2 separate regions of the Drosophila melanogaster genome follow, and region 1 is linked to region 2. Evidence: chromatin contacts called from public targeted proximity ligation data. All regions are on one chromosome and are shown on one strand. The core of a region is the stretch at or near the end of the contact, and the rest is flanking DNA. Distances in the headings are between cores, read along the strand shown. Region 1 holds the start of trx (trithorax). Region 2 holds the start of Npc2b (Niemann-Pick type C-2b).

The links.
Region 1: a targeted proximity ligation map of the Kc167 cell line shows a contact between it and region 2, with 3 times the contacts expected there. A contact is called at or near these places in 1 of 107 Hi-C or Micro-C datasets (the D17-c3 cell line) and 2 of 7 datasets of targeted methods (both in the Kc167 cell line).

The regions. Positions count from the first base shown.
Region 1 is chr3R:14,285,539-14,290,951 of dm6, reverse strand. It overlaps trx (trithorax), which reads left to right and starts at 4,049. Exons shown (of 9, transcript NM_134282.2): 1 at 4,049-4,743. red (red Malpighian tubules) reads right to left here and starts at 1,881. Exons shown (of 5, transcript NM_142095.4): 1 at 1,503-1,881; 2 at 132-222. The coding sequence starts at 179. lncRNA:CR45596 (long non-coding RNA:CR45596) reads right to left here and starts at 2,723. Exons shown (of 1, transcript NR_125161.1): 1 at 2,287-2,723.
Region 2 is chr3R:14,087,867-14,093,096 of dm6, reverse strand. Npc2b (Niemann-Pick type C-2b) reads right to left here and starts at 3,580. Exons shown (of 3, transcript NM_142074.4): 1 at 3,498-3,580; 2 at 1,696-1,799; 3 at 672-1,288. The coding sequence starts at 1,780. The coding sequence ends at 894. foxo (forkhead box, sub-group O) reads right to left here. Exons shown (of 11, transcript NM_206483.3): 11 at 5,119-5,230. CCHa1 (CCHamide-1) reads left to right here. Exons shown (of 4, transcript NM_001104314.2): 4 at 60-593. The coding sequence ends at 461.

The sequences.
Region 1 (5,413 bases), core at 2,800-5,299, 200 kb before region 2:
AATTGTAAGTCGATTACCAGTTTCCTGTTTCATAATTATGAACTCGTAATTGGGATTGACACCTACATACAGGTAGGTAGCCTTGAGTGCTTACCTTTCTAACTAATAGTATAATTAACTAGATTTCTCACCTGCGAATGCAGTTTCCAATCCTTGTAGGCCTTCACAATGTAATCCATTTCCGTGGGCTTGTCTGTTTTTCTGCTTTTCACACTGGATCGCCTGCATCGAAGAACATAAAATATACTAAGTACGGTCACTGCACTCACTGATAGCAATTAACTTTGGTTCATTTTCGTTTTTGTCTGTCCCGTTATCAGCTGAATTCACTCCGCAATTATGAAACAATTAAACGCTGTGGGTATTTTTTTTTTTGTCGAGATTTCTTGGTACATGTTTCTTGGTTTTTTTTTTCGGTGGCTGCCATCAAACGAGGTTGTGCAACTTCCGAGTAATTATTTAACAGACTTTACTTTAGTTTGGGGCTTTACTTTTCTAGTCAAGGCTGGCAACAACAAATCTCTTGTGCTCACTCCTCTTTCGTTTCTTCTGTCTTTTCTTCTATCTGTTTGTCTGTGTGTGCCTCTGCACTTGTGCAAATCTCCAGACCTCGTGGGCGTCACTTTGTGGGTGTGTGCGTGAGTGGGAGTGTGCCGGTGACGTGTGTGAGCGAGTGGGTACAGTCGAGCCACAGTAAGTCGAACTTGTTACTACATGTTTATATATTGTCACATTATATAATAATCAATAATGCGGTAGAAAAGGAAGTTAAATTTCAGCAAAATTATAGAAAAAGTTGGTGCAAACAAATATGCTATTAAAAGTCTTTTTTCAAGTTCCGTTAAGAATAAACACTACCCTTTTAATTGGCCCTAATTCATAATATTCGTTTCAAATTTTATTAAAATATATCTTAAAATGACTTGTACCGACTTCTTATGAACATAATAAAGCTCAAAAAAGTGACATAGAGTGAAGGTCTTTGGGAATTCCGAGTTATGGAGTTTGAACTGTATGTGAATTTGTTTTCCGGCTGCGACAAATTGAAATTTGTATGTACCGCCATTCGTGATATTTTGCCAGTTGACTTTTTGTGTTACTTTTTATCTAGAGGAAAAAAATATCCATTAACTTGTAGGATTTTTCTTGTTATAATTCCAACTGCCGTCGTTCGTGTTGATGCTGTTACTTAAGTTATTAATTTGATTGTTGCTGCTTCTGTGGGACAACAACGAGCAGCTTTTGTTTATGGTTTCTCTAGTTTTCCATCGCCTTGTTTTTTTGTTTTGAAACAATACAAATGAGTGAGAGGAGCAGCGCAGATCACCGAGTGTGTAAATACACACAATCGAGGCTTTACGTTTGTCCCATGGCAACGACAGTAACCGTTCTCTAACTTAAGTAATTGTTGTGCATATATTTCACTTAATAGCAACTCTTCTTTTTATAATATTTTTGTTTATTTGTGTGTATTTCTATATATTCATCTTTTCGGCACTCACAAACACAGATACAAAAGCGGCAACGACGACGACGGCGACGACAACGCGATATATTTTATACGTTTTTTTCCAGCTTTTTCGCCGCTAAACGAAGGCACTAACTAAGTGAACTTAGCCAAAACAACTAAGAGCGCAGCAGGCGAGCGACCAACTCCAAGCAGCACTCAAAAACAAGTGACTGCTGAAATGACTGGCGAACAAGCGACGAGCGACGATTCTCCGCCGCCGGCGAGGTAGACTCTCTTCCAGAAGACTCTCTTTGGGCGTTCAGCTGGGCTCTCGGCTTTCGGTTTCTTCGGCTGGAATTGAAGAATGGCATTATCGCGCACTGGAAGTGCACACAAATACTCATTCGATTCGTGGATGTTGGTTTACTGCCTCCACTGCTTCCACTGCTCACTTCTCCAACCTGGAATTACTTTTCCAAGTACTCACCATAGGGGCCATACGAATTCGTTAGATGATTGTGCCTAATTCGAGTGATAATGGTGATAGCAAACACGTTGGACTAGCCAGCAGGGAAAGAGAATATTACAGGCACAGTGGTTGCATGGTGTGATGAACCATCCGAGTTTTACTTTACTTAATTTACTTTCCCACTTCAGATCACTCATACGCAGTGGTGTCCCTTACAAAAACCATGTTTTAACTGGATGTTGATTTTATTAGATTAAATTGATTAAATTAAGTTTATTAGATTTCATGACAATAGCTTGCATTTAATAATCTAAACTAAAATATTATATAGATGGCACACACTGTACGCAAATAATCGTATGTATGTAAGTATGTACCCGCAAACTTGTGATAATCATTTAAGCAGCTCTCTCTGTTTTTCTGGCACTCATCTTGATTATTAAATGATAACTGGATGACGGCGACAGGTGCACAAGTACAATGATTATCAAGCTCCTCGCGTTTTCTATTAGGTTTTATTGTTTTTTTTTTCCCGAGTTCGTCATAGGATTAATTAGCATGCATGATAAGCCCACGATCTGTGGAGGAATCCCTTTTTCAGCGATGAGCTGGAAATTTTCCAACCAACGCGGACGTCATCGTTTGCATTGCAGATTGCGGTAAAAGTTGAAGAACTATTTTTGGAAATCCGGTGATAGTGGCTATACGCCCGCTGCTTCTGCTGCTGCTGTCAAAACAAGACTTTCATTATGATTAGGCCAACGAATTCGTGTTGTTTGCGGCCCAGATAAGCGCCGAATGACTGTCACAGTACAAGGTAATCCATGTTAGATATACATATATTGTTATCGATACCCCTTATCACTGCGCACCTAAACGGACCGACTAACCATGAGGTGCGGAATGCGTCAGCTGCCAAAAACAAAGCTCGATCTGCCCGTGTTGCCAATAGCTGATAGTCCAAGTTACAAGGAGTTGATCAATTTGTTTATGTTTTCGTGTTTAATAGAAGGAATGCCAGGGAAATTGATTTAGTACCTATTATTAGCATTCATTTGAATTATTTCATTTACTAGCAATAATGGTTGTTATGATTATAGTTTCATTATTATTACTTTTTTTATTTTATTATATTATTTTGATAATATTTAGTTATTTATTATTTTTATTTACATAAGTAATTACTAAATTCAGGCCACAACTATTAACACGTCCTTCTTGGTGAACTTTCTATACTAATAAGGTTAATTGCAATGCCTTTTTGTGAGATAACATCTTCTGAATGTGGGTTACCATTTTTTGTCACTGAACAAGAAATTTACAGGCGCTCAGTGATTCAATTTCCTGCGAATTTTTTGTTCACTTCGGTGAAACGTCGTCGAAATGACGTCGATTTAAGCCACCGAATTACCGCCCTACGCTTCTCGCCCGGCAACAGTTGGATTTACATTGTGAATCAAATATGTGCTAATTGAGCGGACACGTTCGATTCGTTGACCAAAATCTATTTGTTTACATCGCGCCTTGCGAATGCATAAAGCCTTTGGGTGTCTTCCCAAAAAATTGGTTAATAACTTTGGCAAAGAACCAAATGCGAAGTGGACGCAGCTGACAAGTTGTTTATGTGTGTCCGCACATTATGGCTTCATTATGAAATCGCAACTAATCCGAACTTCATATACTGGCATAATGGAATTGCCAATGAGGTGATTGATATTTGCCACTTAGAATGTGGACTAGGAAAATCTCCTGTTTTTTAAATTGTTTACCGAAGCGGTTTCTTTTCTTTCCTTCTTTCCCAATAAGATACCGAAGGGTACTTAAAAATTATATTGAACGGAAAGTGTGATAATATTGGATATTCAAAAATTCAAGGTTAATGTGTTTTGTACACTCCATTCTAAACATTTTAATTACCACAAATTAAACAAATTAGCAGTTACACCGAAAGTGGTTTTAAATTTTGAAAAATACTGTTTTGTAGCAATACGCTTTTGTCTTTGAACTAGCAGAGACACATTCCGTATTTAACCAAGACACACACCCCGCAGAGCAGAGACACCCTACTAAAATATCGGTGTGACCAGGTCTGCACACACATGAATTTATTTGTAAGTCTCACAGTATTTTTTATAGTTATCGGCGCGGTCACACTGTCCGGTCGTTTTGCTTTGCTATTTCCATTTCGCTCGTCGAAAAAACGCAGAAAATGTGGAAAATAATTGATAAACTGTGCTAAATAGTGTGTGTGAATATGGTATGCAGTGTCTGCCAATGAAATTACATCGAATTTGTGGCGTTCAATTGTTAAAAAAGTGTGAAAATCGAGAGCAGAAAACCTGATTTCTGTGAAGAAGAAGCAGGCATTTTTCATCGTCGTAAAACCCATACATACAGACACCCGCACACACACACACGCGCATACGTAGCAACATATGTATATACGAAACGCGCGGGCGCGAGAGAGAGAACGAAATAGCAAGAGAGCGGGCCATTTCGGTTCGTGTGTGCGTGTACCTGTGCGTTTGTTTTGTGAGCGCAGAGCGACAGAGTGAGAGAGCGGCGAATGTGAGAGCCAAAGCAAAAACCAAGAAATAAGTGAACGAAAATAAAAACGAAAATCGCAATCTCCACCCCTGTATTTTGTGTTTACTAGTGTTTTGAGTGCGTGTGTTTCTGTCCCGTTTTGTTGTGAAATTGTCCCAAGTGTGGATTATTTTCGTTTTCGTATTATATTCGTGCACCAAGGATGCCAAATGGTAACAACAACCCCTGAAACGGTATCGAATCTCAATCTGCATCTGGATACACGCTCGACAGCAAGGTAATTATAAGATCGCCGCGATAAAAGGCGTCGCCGGCTGCCGATGAGTCAGTCTGCCGTGAATATATATCAATGGATATTTGCGCACATATATAAGCATGCCAGATATTGATTTGGAATGCACCCGGAGATACTGTACACCATTGCACACCACATCACATTATCATATCCCATCCCGTCGATTTCATATTCATAAAGTCCCCACTAACCTTTGTAGACCTCTAGTCAGTAGTTTAGATTGTTGTTTTTAGCTAGAAAGAATAGGAAAGTGTCGTTCAATTATTCACTCGATAATGCAAATTAGGCTGCACAACAAATACTGTTAGTTTATGGCCCACGCTGCGATTTATGTCTACAGTGGGACCTCGTTGAGTGCGACTAGCAGCAGATGGTAGCATTTTTGATTTAGTTTTGTTCTATTTTGTAGTACTAGTAAGCAAGTCTTGTTTCTGGAAAACCTGTTGATTTAATAACAACTTTCTTAACAACGAATTCATTAGTTAATATTTTTATTTTAATCTAATACTAACAGTTTAAAGAGGAGGCGAAATATTTTTTGCTTAAAATAAGTACATCTATTATCATATAATCATATGACTCCTGAAGTTAATCCATCAAATATTTCATTCTTATAAGAAACAATATTATTCGTTTTCTGTTAGCCAGGGGG
Region 2 (5,230 bases), core at 2,331-4,830:
TAGTTTAAATTTTACTACTGCCTTCATTTTAAAATTTAATTTGTTTTACCTTTTAACAGCATCCCTTGCCAAATTCATATGGCTTGGATAGCGTGGTGGAGCAACTGTACAACAACAACAACAACAACCAGAACAACCAGGACGACGACAACAACGATGACGACAGCAACAGAAATACGAATGCGAATAGTGCCAACAACATACCCCTGGCTGCTCCAGCCATTATAAGTCGTCGAGAATCGGAGGATCGGCGAATCGGTGGCCTAAAGTGGGCGCAGCTGATGCGGCAGCACCGCTATCAATTGCGCCAGTTGCAGGATCAGCAGCAGCAGGGGCGTGGCAGGGGCGGTCAGGGTCAGTACGATGCGGCAGCCGAGAGTTGGAGGAAACTGCAGCAGGCTCTGCAGGCCCAAATCGATGCCGACAATGAGAACTACTCGGGCTACGAGCTAACGAAGTGAACATTCCGAGGCCAATTGCCAAATTGAAATTATGCAGATAACACGCTAGCTAAGCCAGAAGAACAGAGGGAAAAGCGAAATAAAACGATATTTATCACACGCGAGATCATTGCATGCCGGGCATCAATTAACAAAAAAAAAAAGAAATCAATTTAAATCAATTAACGCAGTCGGTAGAAGAGATCGCGGAGCAGGCGCACTAAACATGTAGAATTCGTTGTGGTTTTTTATTATTAGACTTACTGAGCCGATCAGTGGAATCCTTTGGCCATATTGCGTCACTGGCTGGATGCCGCAATAATGGCCTGCTTCGTTTTCGTTCACTTAACCGTACTTAATCCCTAAACTAAGCATATGCAGATACGCAGATACGATCTTAAGAATTACCACTAATAAAAGCTAACATTGAGTGCACTTGTCCGCATTTGTATTTTAAGCCTTGATTTTGGCGGGTATCTGGAAGCAGGCCGCATCCCCATGCTTATCGCCCAATCCCCAGTGGATCTCCAAACTGACGGTCGGGTAGACGGGCAGGATCTTGAAGCTGTTCTTGTAGGTGTACACCTGGCCGGCCTTCAGTGGGCAGCCCACCTTCTTCTCGCCAGCCTCGTCGTAGATGTGCGGACAGGCGCTGGTGCCGTAATATCCTGGGAACGGCAGCGGCACGTCCAGGATAATGCCCTGGATGTCGGAGGTCAGCTCCTGGAAGTCGCGCTCCGGCCGGATCTTCATCTGAATGCTGGCCTCCGTGTTGCGCTTCAGGATGCACTTGCTCTTGGGGCAATTGGAAATGGAGACGTCACCGGCAGCTAGGGCCTTCGATTTGGCTGAGCGAAAGAAGATAAATCGGTTTTATACAAAATGAATCAACAATAAATAAAACAAAATTTGGAGTTGTTTCGACTAAAAACAAAACTAGTTAAAAACTTCTCAAATCAAATTAACATAAAATTATAAATGATACCTAGTTAAGTGTAAATTGGATTCCTAAAAATATAGTAAGTAAGCTGAAGTAATAAACAAAGTACATTTATAACCCACAACGTTAAAATGTTATTATTATTCATTTACGACAGAGCTTATCTTAAAAAAGATTAATCTCTAATTAAACATCTATTCACTTTCAAAGCTTCAAGTTAATTAAGGCAAGAGTGTGGCCTATTTTATTATAGTTCATCGACATTTTAATTGTGCTGTTTACTTTAAATTTTAAATTTATCTAGTTTTTACTTACATTTCGGGCACTGACTCACATCCGTGGACGACGTGAAGCCGATCAAAGCGGCGAAGATCACAAATAATCCTAAGCTCAGCTTCATTCTGATGATGTTGTTGTGGCTAATTGTAAGAAAAGTAAGACGAATTTAACGAGAGGTCGCTAATTGCTGGTCAACTAAATTCGAACCGGGCCGGCCGAGTTCAAGAGCTTTGGCCTGTTTGATAACACACTCGAGTGGTAATGGCCAAAAACCGGTTGCAGTTGGGCCAGTTGGAGCAAAAAAAAATAAAATACGAAAGATCGGCCTTGAATGCAAATCATCTCACGAAAATCACAAAACAACGTTAAGTCGGCAATTACAACTGGGACAGCACAAGGCGACTTTTGTACGAGATACAAATCTTAGCTTGCACTTGTAATGGATTTAATATTTATAAATAGAAGCACTTAATTTTGTTTTGACTACGAGAAGTTCTGTTTGCTCCCTTATTAGAGTCAATCATTCTGGAAAACCCCTCTAGATGTACGCCAATTTACCACTTTTCCTCGCAATTGCTGTCAATTTCAAGTGGTTAGCTTCCAGATTTTCCGCGCGTAGCTCTTGGAAGCTAGTACTTTAAGCTACGAACGACGATCAGCAACTGAGCCACCGATCTCATCGCATGCTCATTTTATATATATGTATAAAATCAACGCCGACTGCTGCTGAATCACGGGCCTAATTGAGTATCGCCCATTTTCTTCGCCTGTCCGGCGTGCTAAGCGCTTAATTACATTAAGAAATGAAGACTATTAACGTTTATAGGCCATATCCATTTACTGTTTACGCGTCAATGTTTTTATTTACCTCTAGACCTTAGAAGAAAAGTAAAACCTGTTATATACTCGCTGTAATGAGAGGTCTATTAACAGAACCTGAAGCGAAAGGAAAACTTGATTTTTATGAATCTAAACGAATGTGAACCATCTTTTGATTCCACATCATTACAATATTTTCTAAGAATAAATACTAGACACTTAGAGCCAGCAGTATAATCACTCATTTCTCACACAATTTCGACCTTAGATTTGACCATTTTTAGCCAGAGGCCAACAAAGGTGCGAATTGACTCTGCCTGCTTTAGGCCAAATGATCAAGTAACCGCGAAGTCTGGAGACCATAAAAAGTTTTGCAAATCATTTTTGTGTGGCTCAAACAAACAAGGGTGCTTAAAATGCAAATTGCATTCATATGAACACACACATATAGACAACCTGATGCCATATAACAAACGTATACTGTCTGAGATCGACTTGTGATATGATATCACACTCATTTAAGCCCTGTCAGTAGATCGCTAAACCGAAAATGTTGTCTCATTTGATATGCAAGGCACCTCACTTACGACTTGTGAGTAAACGCTTCAGTTTAGTTAAACTGTTTAAGAATTATCAACGCAATACCCTTTGTTCATGCTATCCAGGAAGTTGATGACTTGTTGAGTGTGACGCGCCCACTTTTAAGTTCATTTCAATTAGCATTTAGAAAGTCGAGCCAACGAAACCGAGAACACAACAAAACGAATTGAAATCAAAATCGAAATCCAGTACTTTACGGAAATGAGACTACACATATAAATAAGTATTGAGAGTTTAGAACACACAAGCAAATAAATGTTAATAGTTGCCTTTTGCTGAATGCAAATGATATAAAGGTGATCTTTTACAATAAAAACAGATTTGATAGGCAAAAAGTCACGTCTTTTTGAACTGATTTGTATTAATTTGTATGAAAATTATAAATGCGAATGGCAGATTAGATTTTAATCCTTTCTTACTTAAAACTTTTTTTTGTTTGATTTTGAATAAGTGTTTTAACGCGCAACTGCAACGTTTGGAGCTTGAAATGAAACTGACAGATATCGAAACCGAAAGCTGCGCTCAAATAGATAAAAAAATCCCACTGAACTGGCCGGTTTGTCTGGCCTGAAAAACTTTACACAATGCTGCAGAATTGAAAGTTTCCGGCCTTTTGTGGAGTAGGCATAGAGCTGTAGTGCTTCGGGCGGTCAACGTTCAATCAGTTGCTGCTCTCAGCTAAAATCGAGAGGAAAGTAAAGGAAACTCGTACTATTAGTTAGGAAATACTAACTGCGCTTTGCATCTTTGTTGACACTTCGCATACGGAACGAGCTGGAAGTGGTAAATATTGGGGAAGTGTCGATTCGTTTAACTCGGAAGTCAAAACTATAACGATTATTTCCTATTGAAAAATTACAATAATTTTGGTTTTGATGGTTCTTGCAAACATACAAACTCCTAAACAAATGTTAAAATACGTATTTGCTTTGTTTTCTATTATATAAAGTAATTTTTCAGTGCATTCAAATATGTTGCAGGTATTCACCGCTAGGTGGAGCTATTTTTCATTGACATGTTACATTCTTTATACGTCTTAAGTCCCGTCTACGTCGCTAGGTGTCGCCACGGAAAAAATTTGACATATAAAAATATTGTCTAAAAACTTAAGCGTGTAAGGGAAACAAATATAAAAAGTCTTTAAATTATAAGATATTAAATGCTAAGTTATTCTAAAAAAAGACATAGTGCCGAGCAAAAGAAAATTTATCTTTGATAACACTGCGATATTATAAATCATGCGTCACAATCGATACTGACACAGCAATTTCGATATGATGTCGAGGCTGTGGATTCGATTGGATTTGAATACTTTGCGGTTGTGGCTCATATTCAATATCCATGGGCTCAATTGGTGGATCATCATCATAATCATAAATCGTCATTACCCACATCCATGGGTTCTACAAGTTCAACTCGTAAAGGAGGAGATCGCTTGAGCCGTTTATTTGGGAGTAAGCTTTTGAGCTGGGTTCGCAGAGTTGATTTCGCCTTCATATTGAAGGGGAATAATATTGTGTGGGAGTGGAGCTTAAAACCGCTCAAATTAATTACTTGTAATATTTTTGCTTGTATAAAAGTTTTTATATTTGTATGCTAACGGAGCAACAACAATGATAAAGCTTTTATATATATGTGTATCTTTGTGGCTTGTATCAAGGGGCAAGGTCAACGATAGTCTCTTTATGATAGCGCGGGAGGGGACCCCAAAAATGCGCCTATTTAAGCGTCCTGCCGCAGAAAATGCACTTGAGAATTATAGTCACTTGCATTGGGTACTTTCAATGTATACGACTTGCTATCTCGGTCTTGAATTCTTCGTTCTTCCCATCCACATTCTTCTGCACTCGCGCCACATCCGGTCTAAGTAAGGAACTTTACGCGATGGAGTCTTCCTTTATTGTGGATCAACTGGATAAATCGTGGCTTTATTAGAAAGCTTAATTAACGGGCCAGAGGATGTGTGTTCGAATCCCGCAAAGGACCAGAATTTTTTCTTTCAACAGCCCGTATAAGCCCTGATTCAAAGATTAAGTTCTTAATTCTTATATTGAATCATCAGTTTATTCATCTTCACTCCGTTTTTGCATTTTAAATAGTATGAACTACATTTGAATTGTACAATCTAGTTAATAATTAACATTTAGCCCAT